2 separate regions of the Pan troglodytes genome follow, and region 1 is linked to region 2. Evidence: chromatin contacts called from public HiChIP or PLAC-seq data. All regions are on one chromosome and are shown on one strand. The core of a region is the stretch at or near the end of the contact, and the rest is flanking DNA. Distances in the headings are between cores, read along the strand shown. Region 1 holds the start of GLCCI1 (glucocorticoid induced 1). Region 2 holds the start of RPA3 (replication protein A3).

Region 1 (4,705 bases), core at 878-3,377, 330 kb after region 2:
TCAGAAATTTACCAGCATGTAAAAGAAAAATCTTAACTTTTTTTCTTCTTCTTCTTCTTCTTTTTTTTTTTTTTTTTTTTGAGACAGGGTGTCATTCTGTCACCCAAGCTGGAGTGCAGTGGTGTGATCAAGGCTCACTGCAGCCTTGATCTCCCGGCCTTTTGGGCTCAGGTGATCCTCCCACCTCAGCCTCCCTAACCGCGTCCAGCTAGTATTTTTACATTTTTAGTAGAGATGGGGTTTTGCCATGTTGCCCAGACTGGTTTCAAAATCCTGAGCTCAAGTGATCCGTCTGCCTTGGCCTCCCAAGGAGCTGGGATTACAGGCGTGAGCCACCGCACCTAGCCAGCTTTACATATTTTTAATCTGTCAGATTTTTTGTTCTTGCTATTCTGAAAAAAGTCACTGAAAAGAAATCATTTATCATTCTTTTTACACACAAAATAATGCAGTTTTTAAATTAATGAGATAGGCCATTTATATAATATTTGAAAGAGTAAAGTTTTTATTCATAATTAAAATATATGTTAGTCTGGAAAACAAAAAAAAAGTAGTGGTCTGTCTTCATTTGTAAAATTTCCTTTGAACTGATGGGGACTTATCTCATAGATGAGATTTGTGGGCCATTGTAAATACTCTACAAATTATGTACCCCACAGCTTTGAGCTGCCAGTTACTATAGCAGAGGGCTTCCTCAGACTCTTGAGCCAGTCTGTCTGGGTGAAATTTTTAGCTCCCCATATACTAACTATGTGATCTCAGGCAAGACAGCTTATTTATGCCACAACTGAGACCACAGTAAGGATAACAATAGTATCTACCTTGTGGATTATATGAGGACTGAATGAATTAACACACATAATGTTCTTAGAATAGCGGCTGGCACATGGTGAATAAATGTTAGCTATTATTATAATATGTGGTAAACTGAGGAACTATCACTAGTTTTACTTGGATGAAGTACTGCATGAAATTTTTGTATTTTTATTGAGTTTCATCAATTTTTTTACTGAACCTAGTATGCTTTCTCGTCTGAACACACAAGGAAGAAAAGAAGGATGGCTCCTGTACGTGAAAGTGACCCCTGCATATAGTGCCTGAAATCAGAGGAAGCTTGTCAGTGTGGGCAGACACCACGAGCAGACCAATTTGACATTCTGCTTCTCTTTTAACCTCTTGAAAATTAATGAAAGTTATCCGATGAAGATCCTTACATTAATTGCTCCTGATTAAGGTTTAAAACCTTGGTTTACTGTGGGGTAAATTTATGTTTGTGATAGTCATCCAAAATCTTTGTACCCTTTCAGTTTCATTACAGAATAAAAAACAAATTTACCACAATGGATTATTACATTACATCTGGTATTTATTCCTCCCAAGAAGCTATCTGCTTCGGAAAAGGCAGGGGCGCCCTTCATTAATATATCTAACTGATGGTGTAATGACATAAAATTCCTTGTTGACCCCTGCTATTCAGTGTTATTGTCTTGGAACATAGAATTTGATAATCTCTTTTCACTGCATAACTACAAATGTTAGGCTGTAAAAGTATTTTACTTTGTTCAATCCAGGTTCCAGACATTTCTCCTGATCACCAGAAGTTCTTTTGATTAATAAGGCTACTGGTCACGAAAACTCAGCTTACTAAAATTAGAGGGGAAGAGATCCAGTCTTCTGGTTCTAACTAAAACATCCCACCGGATGCAGGTGTACTTGCAAATTAAATTTTGCCTCCTGTGTCCTCTGTCTCAAGTCATACAGACGGCCCAGGAGGGTGGAGCCCCTGCAACCTGCCTAGCGGGGCGTTTGCGTGTCTGGGGGTGTCGGGACACGCGCAGGACACACACAGTCCCACTTTCCTAGTCTCGCACTTACCTCAAGGCTGTCAACTTTTACGCTCCTCCCTGCGCGCACAGCCCCCACCCCACGCCGCCACCCCTCACGCCCCGCCTTCAAAGTAGGAGGCACCATTGTCATTGGACACTGCTTCGCTCACTCCTACTCCAGAACCAATCACTCGAGTTCTGGTGGGGAGCGCCTAAGCCAATGGAAATGCTCGCTGCGGCAGCTGCCGGGTCCTGGGCGCTGGGAGGCGGTGCCGGGGGCGGGGTGCGGCTGGGGCGAATTAGTTGCCATTCGGAGTGAGGAGTGGGTAGAAGCGGCGGCGGCGGCGTTTGCGGTGGCGCGGACTCCGAGGAGCGCCAGCACCTCGAGGCCCTTTCTCTTTACCCTGGTCCCCAGAAGCAGGGGTCCCGGCCCTCCTTGCAGCTGCCGGGTTCTCCCGTGCGTGCAGCCCCGCGAGGGCTGAGGAGAAGGCTGCGAGCGGCCCTCGGGGCTGCGTGATCCGGGCCGTTGCCCTGTCAGCGCGATGCCTGGAGCGGTGGCGGCGGCGGCTCCGGGCTCCTTGCGGCCCCGGCCGTGACCGCCACACCGAGCCCAGCCGGGCGGTTGCGGCCGTTGGACGTTTGTTTTCGCAGCCTTCCCCTCCCCCCCTCGCCGAGGCGGCGGGGGTGTGCGTTGGGGAGGGGGAGCCCCGAGACTCCTCCCCCACAGCGATACCCCCGCCCCTCCCCCTTACACACTCGCACGCACTATCGCGCCGGCTCCCACACGCTCGCGCGCCTCCCGCCCCGCGCCTCCGTGTCGGCCGGCGGCGTCCAGGGCCCGCAGAGCCACCATGTCCACTGCCTCCTCCTCCTCCTCCTCCAGTTCCTCTCAGACCCCTCATCCCCCGTCGCAGAGGATGAGGCGCAGCGCCGCGGGGTCCCCGCCAGCCGTCGCCGCCGCCGGGAGCGGGAACGGTGCGGGCGGCGGCGGCGTGGGCTGCGCCCCGGCTGCGGGAGCCGGCCGGCTGCTGCAGCCCATCCGCGCCACGGTGCCCTACCAGCTCTTGCGGGGCAGCCAGCACAGTCCCACGCGCCCGCCCGTCGCCGCTGCCGCCGCCTCGCTGGGCAGCCTCCCGGGGCCCGGCGCGGCCCGCGGCCCCAGCCCGTCCAGCCCGACGCCGCCGGCGGCTGCAGCCCCGGCCGACCAGGCGCCGCGGGCCAAGGGCCGCCCGAGACGGTCCCCAGAGAGCCACCGGAGGAGCAGCTCACCTGAGAGACGGAGCCCCGGCTCGCCCGTGTGCAGAGGTAGCGAGCCCAACCCTCCCGTCCTCCCGGGCTGCGTCTCCCCGACGGTGCCCTCCGTGGAAACTTCAGCCTCTTCGGGCTTCTCTTTGCTAGTGCATTATCGAAGGTGTGAAAGTGGCTTTGGGAATCTCACCCCCCTGCGGTCGCTGTGGGGCTTGGAGGAGCGAACTGAAAAGCAACTTTTATTTGACCCTCATGCCGCCCCTCAGATTCTCTCTTCCATCACTCGCCTGCTTCGAGAGGTTTTTCAGTTTAAGAGCTGGCTAGCTCATTCGTGTGTTTGCTGTTTGTAGCCGGGGAAGGAGAAGCTGGGCGAAACACTTAACACGCACACAAACTCTTCAGCAGCGGATAAGGTGGTGGTTGTAATCTCTACAGTCTCTTTGTGCTTTTCTGCAAAGTTCCTAACGTGCCTGTAACTACCGGGATAATTTTTTATTTTTTAGAGGGTTGGTGGCATTAGTTTCGATGTAAGGATATCGGCTGGATGTAATGAGATCTGCGAGAGGGGACAGTTTTGAATGTACAATTGAAGTGTATACGGTTTTTTCCCTCAGTCCTCCCTCTCTCCCTCTCCCCCACCCCCCCGCCACCCCGCCTCTCTCTCTCCCTCTCTTTCTCCCCCTCCCCTTTATATATTCATGCATCAGAGCACTCCTGCACTGTTTGTGCTCTACCGGAGATTTTCATGGTAAATTTCTGAAAACTTATTTGTGGAACGTGTTCGTTTTTTTCCTTCCATTTTTAAGTACACTTAACAGTTCAGTTGAGCTGTTCGAGGATCTCAAGTTTCTTTTTTTGTTAGGTGTCAAAGGTAATGGTGAGCTGGTGGATGCTGTGGGTTTCCCTTAGTGTTTTCTGTTTTGCTTTGGTTTTGTTTATGTCTAGGGACACAGTGCATGATTTAGTTGAGCCCTGGGGGAGAAAAGGAAGATTAGCCAAAACAGGGACTTAAAGCTCATAAGGGAGAGTGGAATAGCTAATATTGTTAGATACCAAACTAGAGCTACAGATGCTGCTGCTGCATTGTGGAGGGAACAGATCATACTGGGTGGAAAAATCTCTGCTTGGAAGGGAAACACTGTCAAAGTCTGTACATTGTTTATGTGGTATGTGGATTTTTTTTTTAGTGGAGTTTTCTTGATGAAGGTGTTAGAGTTGGAGAAAGTGGCTGTCTGCATTATGATACATTGCAGTCTTGGTGTTTTTGTTTTAATATTTCAGACCCGTAATTAGCATGTTGCTAACGCACTTGTTTTCTGACCACTTGATGGTGAACCAGTGTAGGATGTAGTGCAGTGGGATGAGTACATGAGCACCAAGAAATACATCCTGTAATCTGTATGCATTGGGAGGAATATGCTCCTCCACTCCTCCCCCAGGTCAAGCCAGCTGCTGCAGAAACTGACATCCTCCAGCAAATCCTGAATGAATGAATGAAAACAACGTGATCGCCCTAATAATGACCACAACTGAACACACATCTTTGGCTGTATTTTATAGAAAAGGCCACCATTTTCTAACAGATTAATGCCATATGCAACTCCTTTGCACATTTTCTAGAACTGTATGAA
Region 2 (4,346 bases), core at 519-3,018:
TGGTGCCACTGCATTCCACCTGGGGCAACAGAGTGAGACCCTGTCTCAAAACAAAAAAACAAAAACGAAACAAAAAACCTCTTGAGGAAGAAAAAAGCAACGTAAATTTTTCTTATGTGATTTTATGGTCTTTCATAAGGAATGAGAATTGTTATCCAACATTTATGGGATATGTTAAAAAATCATGACGCCCAAAAAATCATTGGTTAAAAATGTAAAAGGAAATATAACGAGAGTATAGTAAAAGAATTAAATTTTACAGCCAGGGATGTTTTACCAGCTCATCCTTTTTAAATCCATTGCAAAAATTAGAAACATCAGCAACAAACCAAATCAAGATGAAGAATTAACTATAATATATAAGAGACTTATTAATACTTAAACATACGGGTTCCATCAACTCGATGGTTCCATTTTTTCCTTCTCCATCTGAAAGAATAAACATTTTTCCGGTGGGATGAATCTAAAAACGAAACATATAATTAAAATCTCACTAAAACAACAACAAAGTTTGACAAAAGATGAGTACATTGATCCTTAGTTGAGCACAAATCAACTGTTTCTTGAACAGTTTATTCATTCAGTTTATTCAACTTATTGGTTCAAATTATAATCTTGTTATCAAATCTGTTCATGGAACACACAGTTAATTCTGAATTTCAGATAAACAAGGATTTTTTTTTGTAGTGTTAAGTAGGTTCTGTATTTGCTAAATATGGCAACCCTATTCTGATAACAAATTAAAGGAAGCCCACCCTAAAAGTGAAATCTGCTGGCACTCATGATTTAGACAGTACATATCCCACGGAGGGTATGTTTTAAAAAACAGGCATGATGAAGTAAAAGGAGAACTGGTTGCTAGAATATCTGGGTCCTACTCCTGGGAAGCAGCTGTAAAGAGCGCTGTCAGATCGCGTTTGAATGCCAGCTTTGCCATTTGCCGAGTTTCTGAGCATTTTAGTCAACCACCTACCACTCCTACTCAGTTTCCCTACTTGGGAAGTCAGAGCAACACTCATTTAAGGAAGAGGATGTGTGGATGAAATGAGCTACTAAATAAGTCTTTATATAATAGTTTTCTTTTCCTCAGCTTTTCAGGTCACTGATTTCAAGACTTTGGGCCTGTTTCTCGCCTGTAGAATGAGAGAACTTCACTTTAATACTGGGGTTAAATAACTCGTTACTACGGGACCCAAAGCGGACAACCAAGGCATGTTTTACAGAGAAGCGATTACAACGAGGAAACGAGGTTTGCAAAAATAAGTAATTTCAGAAGAGAAGGAAACCAGCAGATTAGTTTTGTCTGCGTCCGTCACGTCTGAGTAAACTAAGAAATCTGAAGGTAGATGTGGGAGTGGTGTTTATAATTTCCCTTACGTAAGCACGGCTAGAACGGAGGCGACGGGCACTGGAATTCAGAACTCAGCATTTGAAAACACTGTTTCCGTGCCATAAAAGAGCGCCAAAATGGGGCTACAACGGCTAAAGAATTTCCAAAAAGTTCCTTGTGCAAAATAAAAGAGTCGGGAGCGCAGTGATCGGAGGCTTTCCGTCCTTTTTCATCCCCCGTTATCCAGGCGGGGTCCCTCCCTCCAGCTACGGACTTGGGAGCCCATGACTGCGAACCCGCACACCTTTTCCAGCCTCCCTACGAAGCAGACAGGCTTGTCGATGAACTGAGCTAGCATGCCGGCGTTGATGCGCGACCTGGGCAAGTCCATCATGTCCACCATGATTATGGTCCAAGACTGCGGCTGGCGGGAAACCCACGGACGACTGAAACTGTGCGCCCCGCGGGTGTCTATGGGGCAGATTCCTCGGCACCAATCAGCGAAGACTAGCGCTCCAGCTTCGCCAATTAAATGCGCGGAAACCTAAATCGCAAGGGGTGGAGAAGGGGCTGGATGAGTCCGGAAGTGGAGATTGGCTGCTTAGTGACGCGCGGCGTCCCGGAAGTTGACAGATACAGCGCGAGAGGCAGTGGAGGCGGGACTTGGATAGGGGCGGAACCTGAGACTACCTTTCTGCGATCACAGGATTCCCGGCGGTGACTTGACCCCGGAAGTGGGGTGTGAAGCTCCGGTGCTGGTGCGGCGGGGGACTGCGGCGCCAGCCTCAGGTACCTCGTCTCGCGGGAGGCGCCGCAACCTTACTGTTTCCCCATTCTTCCCGCGAACAGAGTCAAAAGAGCTAGGCGGGAGTCGGCACTAGCTGCTGCCGCGGTGCTGTGGGTGCTGCGTACCAGCTGTTCACTGTTGTCCCGCCTTCCCTCTTCCCAGTTCTGCGTGGGAGGCGCGGGAGTTTTGCTGAATGATACGTGGTGTGGCGTCGGGGTTGTGATACCCGCCCCCTTGGAGATGGGGAGCGGGGTCATCAGTGATCTTGATCACTTTCTTCAGGCTTTTGCCACTTGTTGGCTGAGTGTCGATTTACTCCCTTAGCTGCGTCACTCTACTTTCTCCACTTTCTCCACCTGTAAGAAGAGAGATTGATCCGATTACTTCTAAGACGTTTTTTAGCCCAACCTGGCCACACTGCGGAGGCGCCAGTTCTTTCACCCCGCTAACCCCTCCGTGTTGGCAGCCAATAGAAGCACTTAAGGATGGGTAACGGGGAAGAACCACTGGCCAGTACTAGGGGAGACAAGCTTAAATCGTTGTTAGACCCCGAGCTAGGGTTCCCCGAGCTAGGGTTCTCCCTTCTGAGGCGTGTTTTCCCCATCTGCAAAACGAAGGGTTAGGCGGAATGATTTGCAAGGTCCCAGTTGACTCTGACTTTTGGCCATATGTTTGACTCAACAGTTTAAACCCCCTCAGCAGTCTTTCTGTCGTTGCCCTCCACACTGCGAGACTCTGGAGGGCGATCTGGAGGTCTGGAAGACAACCGATTCCTGGGAGATTTGGGGGTAGTCTCCAATCTGTCCCTGGCTCATCTTGTGACCCGAAGCCGGCGGCCTTGCCAGGAATATTCTAGAATGAGTGCACATAAAAATACCTTCAAACGGTACGGTGGAAATTGGACAGAAGTTTTAATTGGGTATTATAACGTTGTGGAAACTGAGTCTGTGAATTGGCCCAAAGCTACAGAATTGTCATCGTTCAAATTCCCTTAAGCAAAAAAGATCCATTTTGAGACTTCACGTGGCAATTTAAGATTGGAATCTCATGTACGATAATTAAATGATAGTCTCCCTTAGTGTTTCCTTAGCACTTAATAGGTTTGTCTTAGTTTTACTCAGTAACAGTACTTTAAAGGATTTCATTAAACAGATGTAGAATGTGTGTCAGTGGTGTATAAAAAAGTGGTTGTATTGGTGCAAGTCAATAAAGTCTATTTTATATTACAGCTTTAAGTCTTTTGTACTTTAGCATTGTTTTGCAAAGCAAGTTGATGTGCATTATATAGGGGAGAGTACACACATCAATGTCTTTAATAGCATTTTTTTTTTTTTTTTGAGGCAAGATCTCTCTCTCTGTCACCCAGACTGGAGTGCAGTGGCATGCGCATAGCTCACTGCAGCCTTTAACTCGTAGGCTTAAGCGAGCCTCTCACCTCAGCCTGCCAAGTAGCTGGGACTATAAGCACATACCACCACACCCAGCTAATAAAGATTTTTTGTTTGTTTGTTTGTTTTGTTCATATGGGGCCTCGCCATGTTGACCAGGCTTATCTCAAACTCCTGGGCTCAGGCGATCCCTCCCTCCCCCGTCTCCCTCCCAAAGTACTGGAATTACAGGTGTGAGCCTTGGTGCGTACCCTGTAATAGTGATTTTTTTTTTTTAAAGAGCAGTCCTGAGAGTACCAGATGTTAATGTCGTTGTTTACCTGCAGTTAGAAAGACCACTTTTAAGCAAAGGCTTTCTTTTAAAACAGGGAGATGAGCAGGAAGATGATTTAAAACAGCTTTTTCGTGTATTTTTGAGTCACTTAAAATATTATAAAATACATGATGTACAGAAAAAAGTATAGCTAGCCGATTTGCATAGTTTTGAGAGAAATGAAATGAATCCATGGGGCCTGTCATTCAGCTGAAGAAATGGAACTTTACCAGTTACCAGTAAATTTTACCAGTTTGCACTTCCCCAATGAAGCCCTCCTTGCTACAGCCATAAGTAAACACTATCTTGAAATTTGTGTTAAGCTTCCTAAGCTTTTCTACGTGGTTTTATCACACATGCAGGCGTTGCTAAATGGTATGTTGTTTAATATTGCCAGTCTTTGACCTTTATATAAACAGAAACGTATGTATCTTCTGACTTCTTTTGTTTGTTTTTGAGATTCATCTATGTTGACGAATGTACGTAGATCATATTTTTTTTTCTGTTACAGGTAGGCATGAGTGGGAC

Evidence for each region. HiChIP or PLAC-seq counts read pairs in DNA pulled down with a chosen protein or histone mark.
Region 1: an H3K4me3 HiChIP or PLAC-seq map of stem cell-derived excitatory neurons shows a contact between it and region 2, with 6 times the contacts expected there. The contact joins the promoter of GLCCI1 here to the promoter of RPA3 in region 2. A contact is called at or near these places in 1 of 7 Hi-C or Micro-C datasets (stem cell-derived neural progenitor cells) and 1 of 1 datasets of contacts at active chromatin or transcription factors (stem cell-derived excitatory neurons).

What each region holds. Positions count from the first base shown.
Region 1 is chr6:13,837,932-13,842,636 of NHGRI_mPanTro3-v2.0_pri, forward strand. GLCCI1 (glucocorticoid induced 1) reads left to right here and starts at 2,128. Exons shown (of 8, transcript XM_518970.9): 1 at 2,128-3,131. The coding sequence starts at 2,678. It overlaps LOC104007108 (a long non-coding RNA gene), which reads right to left and starts at 3,239. Exons shown (of 5, transcript XR_010158336.1): 1 at 3,096-3,239.
Region 2 is chr6:13,510,192-13,514,537 of NHGRI_mPanTro3-v2.0_pri, forward strand. It overlaps RPA3 (replication protein A3), which reads right to left and starts at 1,769. Exons shown (of 4, transcript XM_009452642.5): 1 at 1,635-1,769; 2 at 389-463. The coding sequence starts at 1,733. It also overlaps a transcript of UMAD1 not described here.